3 separate regions of the Ovis aries genome follow, and all the other regions are linked to region 3. Evidence: chromatin contacts called from public Hi-C data. All regions are on one chromosome and are shown on one strand. The core of a region is the stretch at or near the end of the contact, and the rest is flanking DNA. Distances in the headings are between cores, read along the strand shown.

Region 1 (3,411 bases), core at 346-2,845, 420 kb before region 3:
AACGTCTAAAAATGACTTTTCCCCTCCCACCTGGGTACTCCCAGTTTATTATAGGGTTCCACTTAACAGCTAGATTGCTGATGTAATTTATTAAAGGGGAAACAAAATGGCAGTGTTTCTAAAATACTTACTGGGGTTTGAATTTTCTAATTCCAACTATATCTGTCCATAATAAATATGATTCTGTTCTCTTTCGCCCAGCACTAGCGACTAAGCTACAGATTATATGTGACAACATCTCATACACTTAAAAATTCACATAAAGGAACTCTATGAGGACTGCCTAGGTTCTGCCACTGAAATTTCACTCACAAGGCACAGGCCTTACTATTAAAACATAAGTGGCAGAATGTGTTATCTTTTTATTATACAACAATACTTTCAAACAGTGTAACAGTTACAGAAATAGGTTTATTTCCTATTTAGCTTCAAGGTTGAAAACATTCAAACTGATTCAACAAGTCTCCATCCCCAGGCCATGAATATTCTTTTAAACTCTCAGCTTCAGGAGAAATGACACGCAAGTTAAGTATGTTGCATCCTTAAACAAATTTTATTTTTATCTCCTCTGCTAACATCTCAAGCTATTACACTTTCCTATCATAAAGCCCAATTTTTATACTCCACTTATTATTGAATTATTTTGCACTTCAAGTTCTTTTCATAATGAGCAAGCCAGAAAATATTATTGTACCCTGGGCTTATACACCTGAGCACCTGTGAAACAGCCGTATTCCCCAAACAGGGTTACTCCAAAACATTACCGCCAAGAATCAGCCACCTACTTGAAACTGCCTTCTCATAGCAGCTAATGATATAATGATATACTGTGCCAATCGGTAGAATGAAAGCCATTACAATATTATTATAAGTATAATCCAGGAGGCATATTTAGAATGATATGGGCTGGGAGGGAGGAAGCTGCTGGAGACAGTTAGGAACTCTGTCTCAGATGATATCTAAATAATTGTTCCAAAATAGCATTATTCTAAAATCCCTGGATGGGAACAGCAGTGGAGACAGTGACGGGTCTTGTATGTGTGTGGAAGGCAGGTACCACAAGAGTCGTTTTTCTGACAAAACCTAAGTCTTTCTAACGTGAGTCCATGCTCTTTCATCACCAGGGCTGAAAAATACAACTGATAGAGGAAAACACCAAAATTTTCCCTTTATACCTGGCCATGAAGGGAGCTGCTCAATACAACGTCCCCATTCTTCTGTGACACTGAGCATTCAAAATAAATGTAGGGAAACGTAATCCACGCACAGACCCTCCTCTGATTACTCCAGAAGTAAACGCTTATGGATCAAGTTTCAACCCTAGCAGGGTGTTTATGATTAATTCCTCCGACGACAAAATTAGACTCGGAAGACAATAGTGGGTGTCTCTGAAGCACGGAAAAGGAATTCTTAAAAGATTCTTTTCAAAATCCCATTTGCACATTCTCTTGGAATTCAAATAGATATTTCTCCCTGAAACTTAAAATCACCCTTATTTCCAACCCTGAAATTTTCCAAACTGCAGACTCTTCTGCACTACCTGCATTTCTCTGAAGAGGGAGTATAGGCTCTAGAAAAGCAGAAACTCCAACAGCTCTGCACCTACACAACAGCGGCAGCCAAACACCCGAAACACCCAGAATCACTCACAGGCTGCTGTTCTGAGATAAAATAATGGAGTATTACAATTACAAACTCTGCACCGAATTTTAAGAAAAGCTCTCATTCCTTTGAAAATGAACATGTTTGTGTTCACAGACAACACCCTGGGACAGTGAAGACCAAGGCTAAGAATCTCAGGCTATTGCTTTGAAACGCAACTTTATGTTCAGTGTTAAGAATTCAGTGCAACTTGTGAAAAAAATAAAACAACACAGCAAGTGTCTGTCAACAGCCTGACACAATCTAACCTGCCTTAAGAAAATAAAACTTCACTGTGTTTGAAGAGATTCTTTATACCTTTTAGGATTGTTGCTACGTATTTGTTCTACGAGCATCTTACTTAAAATCCTCCAAATTCGATCTGACTTTCATTCACAACTTTCAAACAAAAAATTTAGAATTGCTTGAAGACAAGAAGACACACCTTGAAAAGGCAGAGTTGTCAGTAATTGGTGGTGGTGGGCGGGGGGAAGGTGCAGAAAGAGAAAACTCCTCAATGTTAGAAAATCAACAAATGTTTCAGTCGAGAAAATATTACAAGTTTAAAAGATGATGCTCAACCGAATACTAAGCCAAGCATCTCTATTATTCCACAAACATAAAATAAAGGTACTTGAGCCAGATTGTGCAGAACAAATTTCTATAATTTCCGAACACACGCAAGCCTGTCATAATTCTCTCTCTAGGCTCTCCAGCAGCCTTACAGTCGTTTCTTACCTTCTTAATAATTAAACCATTCAGAGGAAGCCCAAGACTTCACTGCAAAGTATACTCTTCAATGAAGGTGATAATGTAAGGTTGGAAATAACAGTTGCCTGAAATGTGTTTCTCTTTTCTCAACAAATGAGTCCAGCTCTACACTGAATGCTATTGTTCCAGTGAAATTTCGACAGAAATCTAAGGGGGTGAAATACTGAAAACCTGGTTAAAAAAGAAAAATAGATGACGGTGGGAGGGGAGGCACATCACAGGTACCACCTCGGAAGAGCTTGCTTAGTGGGATAATCAGATAAAGCTGGCTGACAAGGCAGCTCCATGGTGGAGAGAGCTGATGGCTGTCTTGTGAGTCTTTCAAGCACACATCCTTATCATCTGTAAGGATAATCCGAACAGAGATCAAAAATACATAAACCTTTCACCCATAGTTAACTGAAGTTTTTCTTCTCCCTTACATTTCTTCTCACTTTATATTTAAGATACACACACATCAGAAGACACCTTTAAAAAGGCGAATTTAAAAGGAGCAGAATTGGATTTCAAGACAAGGAGGGCAGTGGATGAGAATCCTTAAGATTCTGAAATTCCAAACAAAAATACATAAATCTTTGAGCAATCTCCTGAGACACTGAAATGCCTTATGGGATAGATGTTGTTTATTTGGATGAATTTTATAGCATTCAAAAGTACTTTCCATGGAATAAGAACCCTCAATGTAAAGTTAAATATAGAGATTCTCCTATGTTTGTTTCACAACCAGCAATTCAAAGAAAGCCTAACTTCTATAACCTATAACTGCAGGGAAAAGGAGAAAACTGGTTTTCAAAGAAAACAAATAAATACTTCTTTTGTGATGAGTATTTTTGCGACTTTCAAGGTGCTTCCCAATGTCATGTTACATATTCTGTGTGAATTCTGTGAAAAATACTTTTGTCCTGTTTGGAATGATTTACTTGCATTATCCTTCACCTTATTTCTGCTTATACATTTTCATAACAAGCATAATTTAAATAACCACACCTCAGACATCAA
Region 2 (3,431 bases), core at 623-3,122, 360 kb before region 3:
TATAGTGTTTAACTTCTCTTTATACATATTACTAACAGAAAAAATACCAACTCGATCTTTATGAGTTATCAAATGATGTCTGTCCTTCCTTAAGCTCTCACATCTACAAAGCTTTAATACAGCCAGGACATTGACACAATATCCACTTGTTTAGCAACTAGAAAGACAAGTAGAGAGGTAGGTAGACATGCAGACAAGCAGAGAGACAGAAAGAGACACAGATAAGGAAGAATTTACTCTGACTTCCGAGGAAACTGAGTATCTAGTGTCCTGTTCTGGTGACTTCCAGAAATGGGAAGGAAAAAAGGCGATCTATTTCTTTCTCTAGAAGGAGTTACTGAAGCTATCTCCTACAGAATTTCACCACCTGGCATTATTTCCCAACCTGACTCCTGCATATAGACCTGGAGAGATGAATTTGCCTACCAGAACTTGTCTCAATTCATATATATATATATACATACATATATATATATATATATATATATATATATATATACATACACACACACACACACACACACATACACACACATATATAAAGTTAGGTCCATTTCTTTCATTCTTTTAAAGGTAGAGAGGGGGTCCATGCAAATAGTAGGGATGTGAGAGAGAAAGAGAATGTGAATAAATAAACAGGGGAGAGAAGAGAGAGGAAAAGAGGAAAATGAAGGGAGGAGAGCGGACTGGAAAGCACAGGGGTGGGCAGAGAGCAGAGGAGGGGAAGAGCCGAGCAGGGATGCAGGCGGCGCAGAGTCCCCAAAGTGCTCTTGGCTACACGGACCCAACATTCTTTACTATCATATCAGATACAGACTGCTTAATCTTAATTTTGCTTGTTAAAAAATATTTATCCAGATACAAAAATAAACCCACTGCAAATTACAAGTTGTCAGGGTTAAAAATCTACTCCTGTCTGTGTGGGGGAGGACAAGAGACCAGCATAGACATGAATCATTCTCAGTAATTCGAGTGTTTCCATGACATCAGTGGGCACCCGTCCAGGACCCTGTCGAAGTCTGTGAGGTACCGAAGAGGCAGCGCAGCCAGCAGGAGGCTGGGAGGTGCACTTCTTTCCCCCCCCTTTTTTTAGGATTATATTCCTTGTAAAGATTTCATCTGTGACATCCACTTTTACCATCAAATAGATCGCTCCAGAGATCCTGAGCAAACACATGTCATTCTGACAGTGTAAACCTTTATTACATCTTTTTGTTCCCAAAATCAACTATAAATCTGTCCTTAGAGCTCAAATCCCTGTTTGGGAGCAAAACAATCAGGGACATGGACTGTGGGTAAACCCAAGTACCTTCTCAAGCCTATCTTATCTACTCTACTAATTTCCTAATGACAAAAAGCAGCCATTTTACAATGGCACCTCACTTCCAGGGAGAAAAAAATATACACATCTTTTGTATAAACTGTCCACTAAAAATTAGCTATGATCTTGATGTCAGTCTTCTGCTTAAAATGCTCAGGAACATTTGTTTCAGATAATAAAATTCTCAAGAACACTGATAACATGTTTGAGTAGGATCCTTAAGTAACTATCTGTGCTCGTGACCACAAAAGCTCCTAAATATGTGTGTTTACTCTATGCCAGCCATGGATTTTTGTCACTTATACCCAGTGGCTGGCGCGGACAGCTTCTTTCCTCCATTCTTCGCCACCGACCTCCCCCCTCATCCCCACGATCACAACGGAGCTTTGAAAGAGCTCAAGATTCTATTTTTCCAATATTTAAAAGAGATAGCAGTGATGAACAAACCCGGCGCGTTCACTGCGGAATTTTCGAGACAACCCTCCAGTACTAGAATGCGACAGCCGCTGCGGATATTTTTTGGCACCAAGACAAGGGTGGCAGTGCCAAGCCCCATGGCTAAAAGTACTCAAAAGAGGCATAAGGGCAGCATTAATCGCTCAAGTCTTTTACTGCATGGAGTACTGTTGTCCATATTTTAAAAACTAAAAGTACCCGTTAGTAACATTTGTCGTCTGCCCACCAAGGGGGTGGTCGGGGGGGACTCTGAAATATACACCAGAAACAAATCTTGTCAAGCATTTGATTCATTTTTATACCTAAAAGGACCAAATGTTAAATTTTGCTGCTGGTGACGATTTGCCGTGCATGAAACAAATAATATGACCTAATAGGCTACACTGAAGGCTGAATGAAAGCTACAAGAGAGGATTTCATAAACGAAGTCGACATATTGGCTAAACAACTTTCTTCTGCAAAAATGATGTATACAAGGAACATGTAATGCTATGTCACAATTTTTTAAATTAAGCAAGAAAAACGCTGTAAATGAGCAGACCCAACATCCGTCAATCAATCCTTCTAAAGACAAAGGAGCTCAACTCGCAGCCCCTTCTCTAGAACAAGTCGGCATCTACAGTGAGCAAACAATCCGGAAAGTCAACACGTGTTTTGTCCAAATTGAACCCATCAGCTGTTAAAAACCTATATTTAAATTTGATTATTAAAAATGACACCAATGGGCAATCAATAAAGGAGTCACTTGCTTTTTCTGTTGCCCTTGAAAAACTCAAAGCTATGCAGAAAATATAAGCTGTTCCCATTTATTTTTAAAGACCAATCCTTTTGCTGATTTATTCAACTGTTCTTTATCTTGCTGCCTCATGAAGGATAAAGAAAAAAATTTAATGTGGGGGTGGGGGGGAGTTATGATGAACAAATATCTATAATTCAAAATCTAATACTTTTATATTCTTACATAATTTTCCATTTGACTCCTAATTTGCCTTACAATCTATTCATGGTATCCCATTGCAAGGGAATGCCATAGGAAATGACTGAGAATGAAAGTGTTACATGAAGGAAAAAACTGGTATCATAAATTCATTAATTCACAAGGACACATCTAAGAAGTATCCCCGCTGGCAGATTGCTACACCTAAACAGTTCTAATCCATTTGGAGGGAGTGAGAGACAGGCAAGAACAACTTATCCATAATATGATTTTTGGAGATAAGCCGAGACACAGATGAGCCCACGGGTGGTTGACCCATAGGATAACAATAGGTTGTGTTTGGGTTTCTAGCTTTTCATTCGTACAAGGCCACTTTTAATATTACATATAAATGGTAAGTATTTCACCAACAACCAAACAAGATGCCCTATACACTGGAAAACATCCTCCTGTGAAAAGCCTTGATTTAAAAAAACAAAAACAAAAAAAAGTGACCTGATGTTGTAGGACAATACCCAGCAAGGTTATTCCATTGCTAATCCTCATTCTGGGAACTGAAGAACCAGCCCTTTGTTCTCTGTCACCAGACTAAGGAGCTCATCACAACCCTGTTTGAGTTGGATTAAATCTCTGTCCCTGCCCTCAGGCCATCCTTGGTTACCCTATCATCTGGGGGTGGGAGGCATACTGAAAAGAGTATTTCATTAAACAATAATC
Region 3 (3,239 bases), core at 267-2,766:
ATTCCACATCACGTTAAATACAAGACCTAAGGGTTTGGATAAAGCCAGACACAAATCTCTTTTCCAGCTCCCTTTTCACTTTAGCCCCTCTTTCTCTCCCCCAAAACCCTCCCTACCAAGCAACGACAACCAAAAAACCCAGAGTGGCAGAGAAAGGAGGCCCTCAAAGTTATCAATTAAATGATCTTCCTTTGGTGGCCAAAGAAAGAATGTTTGGCAAGAGGGTAGCTTTAAAGGAAAAAAAAAAGAAAAAGATGCTTTTCCTAACCAACTTCCTAGCCATCCTGCGTCAGCAGCAGCTGTAGGAATCCCTTCTCTGCACAAGGGCAAGGTGCTGTGGGGCTGTTTAACACCTGGCCCCAGCTCCGCTGAAAGCCTGGCCAGTATCAAACACCGTGGGTCACAGAAATATTTATGGTGGTTATGATACAGTGAGCCGGGGGGACGAAATATTTCCCACCCAGTAATATTTAATGGAAATGCTTTTGCTGACTTGATGATAAGGAATCTCTTCCTGGTGGTCAAAACCAAGGAATTAGGAACCTAAGATTTTACAGCTGGAAGAGAGATGGAACTCCCACTTCCCGCGCTTAAGGAATATGAATTGTGTTCAGAAATCTTCCCACACTCCCTGGTTAGTACATCCACTGATTTAGAAAGTCCCAGGGGCTCTGGAAGTTTCTGATGATGGATCATCTTTTTTTTTTTCTTCTTCTTCTTTCTCCCTTTCCTTCAGGGCTCCAGACAGTTGGTGCTTAAGTGTCTACAATTTAACGTTTCACATATCTTCCTTGGGCTCTCATATGTCTACCTATCCCGCCTAGGACATCTCCCTAAATAATCTCTGAGTGGAGAGGAACGATCCTCTCCTAGGAGATTTATCTGAGAAGGGAGGTGCGCGGGGCCGTTCGAATTCCGAGGCTCGGATTTCGTTGCGGGCAGGTCAGATGGTGCGGTCGGCGGGCTCCAAGGATGCGCGCAGCTGTCCCCGCAAGAGGCGCGGCGCACAGGTGCTCGGCCTCCCGCCCCTGAAGTCGCAGGGAAGCTGCCGCACCGACACGTGAGTCGCAGGCAGTTAAACCTCGGGTGTTTCGACCCTGGTGGACAGAAAAAAAAAAAAAAAAGTCAACGACACCCGGGGCGACTGTCGCGATTAAAGCCCCGGCCCCTCTGTCGCCAGCCCTCCGTCCAAACCGACGGAGAGCCTCGGATTGGCACCTCGCGGCCCGAGCCTCCCTCCGCGGGCTGCGTCTGCGCCATCTCCCCGCGCGGTCTGCACCGGCTCGGCGGCGGGGGCCGGCGGGTTCCGCCGGCCGTGGGGCTCGCGGTGGGCGCGGGGGCGGGCGCCCCTGACCCCGCCGGGCCGACGGTGCCCGCAGCCCTGCGAGCCGCGGCGGGTGCGTCCCTCCCGTGCGCCCCGCGCGCTCCCGGGGCGCCGGCCGAGCGCCACGCGGTCTTAGCGTAAGTCGAGCTCGGAGCGTGCTCCTCGCGGCCGCCGGCCGCCCCGCCCGGTTCCCGCCGCCGGCCTCGCCCCGCGGTTCCTCCGCCCGGGCGCTTCATGCGGCTGCCTGGCCCGGCCTTGTCCGCCGATCGCGCTGCGGCGCAACTCGGGGGGCACCCAGCAGGCGCCGGCTCCTCCGCTGGTCCCGCGCTTTCCGCGCGGTTCCGCCGCCTCCCACCCGCGAGACTCTCCAATTTGATAGGATCTTTGATCAACCGCAGCGTTTCCCCCAGGTGTTAGCTGCCTCCGTTTGTAACTTTTCTGCATTCCCGTGATTCCTTCTTTTCTTTCCTCTTTAAGGTTGTGGATAGTACAAAGTTTGGACCTGGCATGTTAAAAAAACAAAAACATGTTACTTACAGTTTTACAGGGGGGTGCTGAGTGGGTTTTTAATTTACTGACAAAAATCATTCCACCGCTCTTCATTTTCCTCTCTGAATCTCAACTATACTTCATCTATAAAGTAAAATGTAAACCATTTTTATCTCACCTGCCTTCCAGTAGAGGGTTGGTGAGATGACCTCGTGAAGGATCTTGCAGGGATCGCTAATGATTTTGTGATCTGTAGATTTGAAACGTAGGATTAGAAATATATCATTTTCTTTTAAGCGGTGAGTAAAGAAGCAGGGCGTCTTTCTCTCTCCCTCTCACCAGCTGGGGCAACTAGGGCTCTCCACACTCAGTGTCAGGAACACAGAATCAGGGTGTCAGACCTGAGATGACGGGTCTGTCCGGCAAGGACTACAGGTTAGTCCTGTAAGATCCTTTGTGCCATGGGTTTTCTCTGCTCAAACTGATAATAGAATAGTTAATTGCGTATTTTGAGTTGTTCTTCCTTTCACGTTTTCAGTCCTGGAGGGAGGGAGACTGAGAAAGAGAGAGAGGGGGGAGAGAAAGGCAACTAGTTCTCATCTTTAAAATACAAAAAAAAAAAAAAAAAAAAAAAAAAATCAATCCCTTTGATCAAAGTGGAAAACCAAAGGCCCAAATCCCTTCCATTACCCTCCACTGTGATTAAAATTGAAGTGTTCTTAAAAAAAAAAAAAAAGTCATTTCAGATTGCAAGGAAGAGAATCTCTCTCTTTCTCTAGGCCTCCCCCACCTTCTTTGCCTCTTTCTTTCTCTTTTAAGGGAGACATAGGAGCAGTTTAGGGATGTTTTTCTGATTGGAGAGTTTTTAAGAGGCTACCTCTCAAAGGCAGCTGAGACGACTGAACGCTGACTTTAGGTGAGCCAATATGAGGCATGTACTGCAGAGCCCTCCGAAAGAATCTAGACTATTTTTTACAGGATAAATCACCTGTGTGTGTGCGTGACTGGATTATTTCGTGTATGTTGTTCCGACCCACCCTTTCCCTAGGACGCCAGGGCGACCTTCTGTGAGAGGGGGAGGAAAAGAAGGAAGATGTGTGAGCTCCCCCTGGTGCTCGTCTGTATTCAGGCGAATTGAAAAGAATTGTCAGGAGCACCCGTCTACACAAGCGGAAGGAAAAGTCAATGATCTGGGTTATTTCAAGTGGCCCCGCTTCCCCGCTCACCTGCGGAACATTTCAGATCAAGGTCTCCAGGCTTGGATTCTCTCGGATCCTTTATGTCACACTGTCCGTGTAGACCTGCCTTTGTTAGATAATGTCATTTCTGTCAAGAGTTGGAAGAGGAATCCATGCCATGTCAGAGAACAGGTTGACAAAGCACAACTTGAAGTGGGAATTTGGCAGCTGCCCTGTGGATGGGATTG

What was found. A called contact is a pair of places that touch in the nucleus more often than the background predicts.
Region 1: a Hi-C map of hypothalamus shows a contact between it and region 3, with 8 times the contacts expected there. The contact joins two enhancer-like sites. A contact is called at or near these places in 3 of 16 Hi-C or Micro-C datasets (hypothalamus, muscle and tail adipose tissue).
Region 2: a Hi-C map of hypothalamus shows a contact between it and region 3, with 8 times the contacts expected there. The contact joins two enhancer-like sites. A contact is called at or near these places in 10 of 16 Hi-C or Micro-C datasets (blood, hypothalamus, mesenteric adipose tissue and 5 more).

The regions. Positions count from the first base shown.
Region 1 is chr23:55,072,961-55,076,371 of ARS-UI_Ramb_v3.0, forward strand. The region is part of intron 7 of TCF4 (transcription factor 4); the gene reads right to left. Among named protein-coding and RNA genes, the nearest start is that of TCF4, 250 kb to the right of the region's middle. Within about 2 kb of position 1,596, at least 7 of the 54 cell types and tissues checked have an H3K27ac peak or open chromatin away from gene starts, as enhancers often do. A contact at or near this core is called in hypothalamus, where this site is marked.
Region 2 is chr23:55,137,744-55,141,174 of ARS-UI_Ramb_v3.0, forward strand. The region is part of intron 4 of TCF4 (transcription factor 4); the gene reads right to left. Among named protein-coding and RNA genes, the nearest start is that of TCF4, 190 kb to the right of the region's middle. Within about 2 kb of position 1,873, at least 8 of the 54 cell types and tissues checked have an H3K27ac peak or open chromatin away from gene starts, as enhancers often do. A contact at or near this core is called in hypothalamus, where this site is marked.
Region 3 is chr23:55,496,220-55,499,458 of ARS-UI_Ramb_v3.0, forward strand. No RefSeq gene overlaps it. Among named protein-coding and RNA genes, the nearest start is that of TCF4, 170 kb to the left of the region's middle. Within about 2 kb of position 1,517, at least 12 of the 54 cell types and tissues checked have an H3K27ac peak or open chromatin away from gene starts, as enhancers often do. A contact at or near this core is called in hypothalamus, where this site is marked.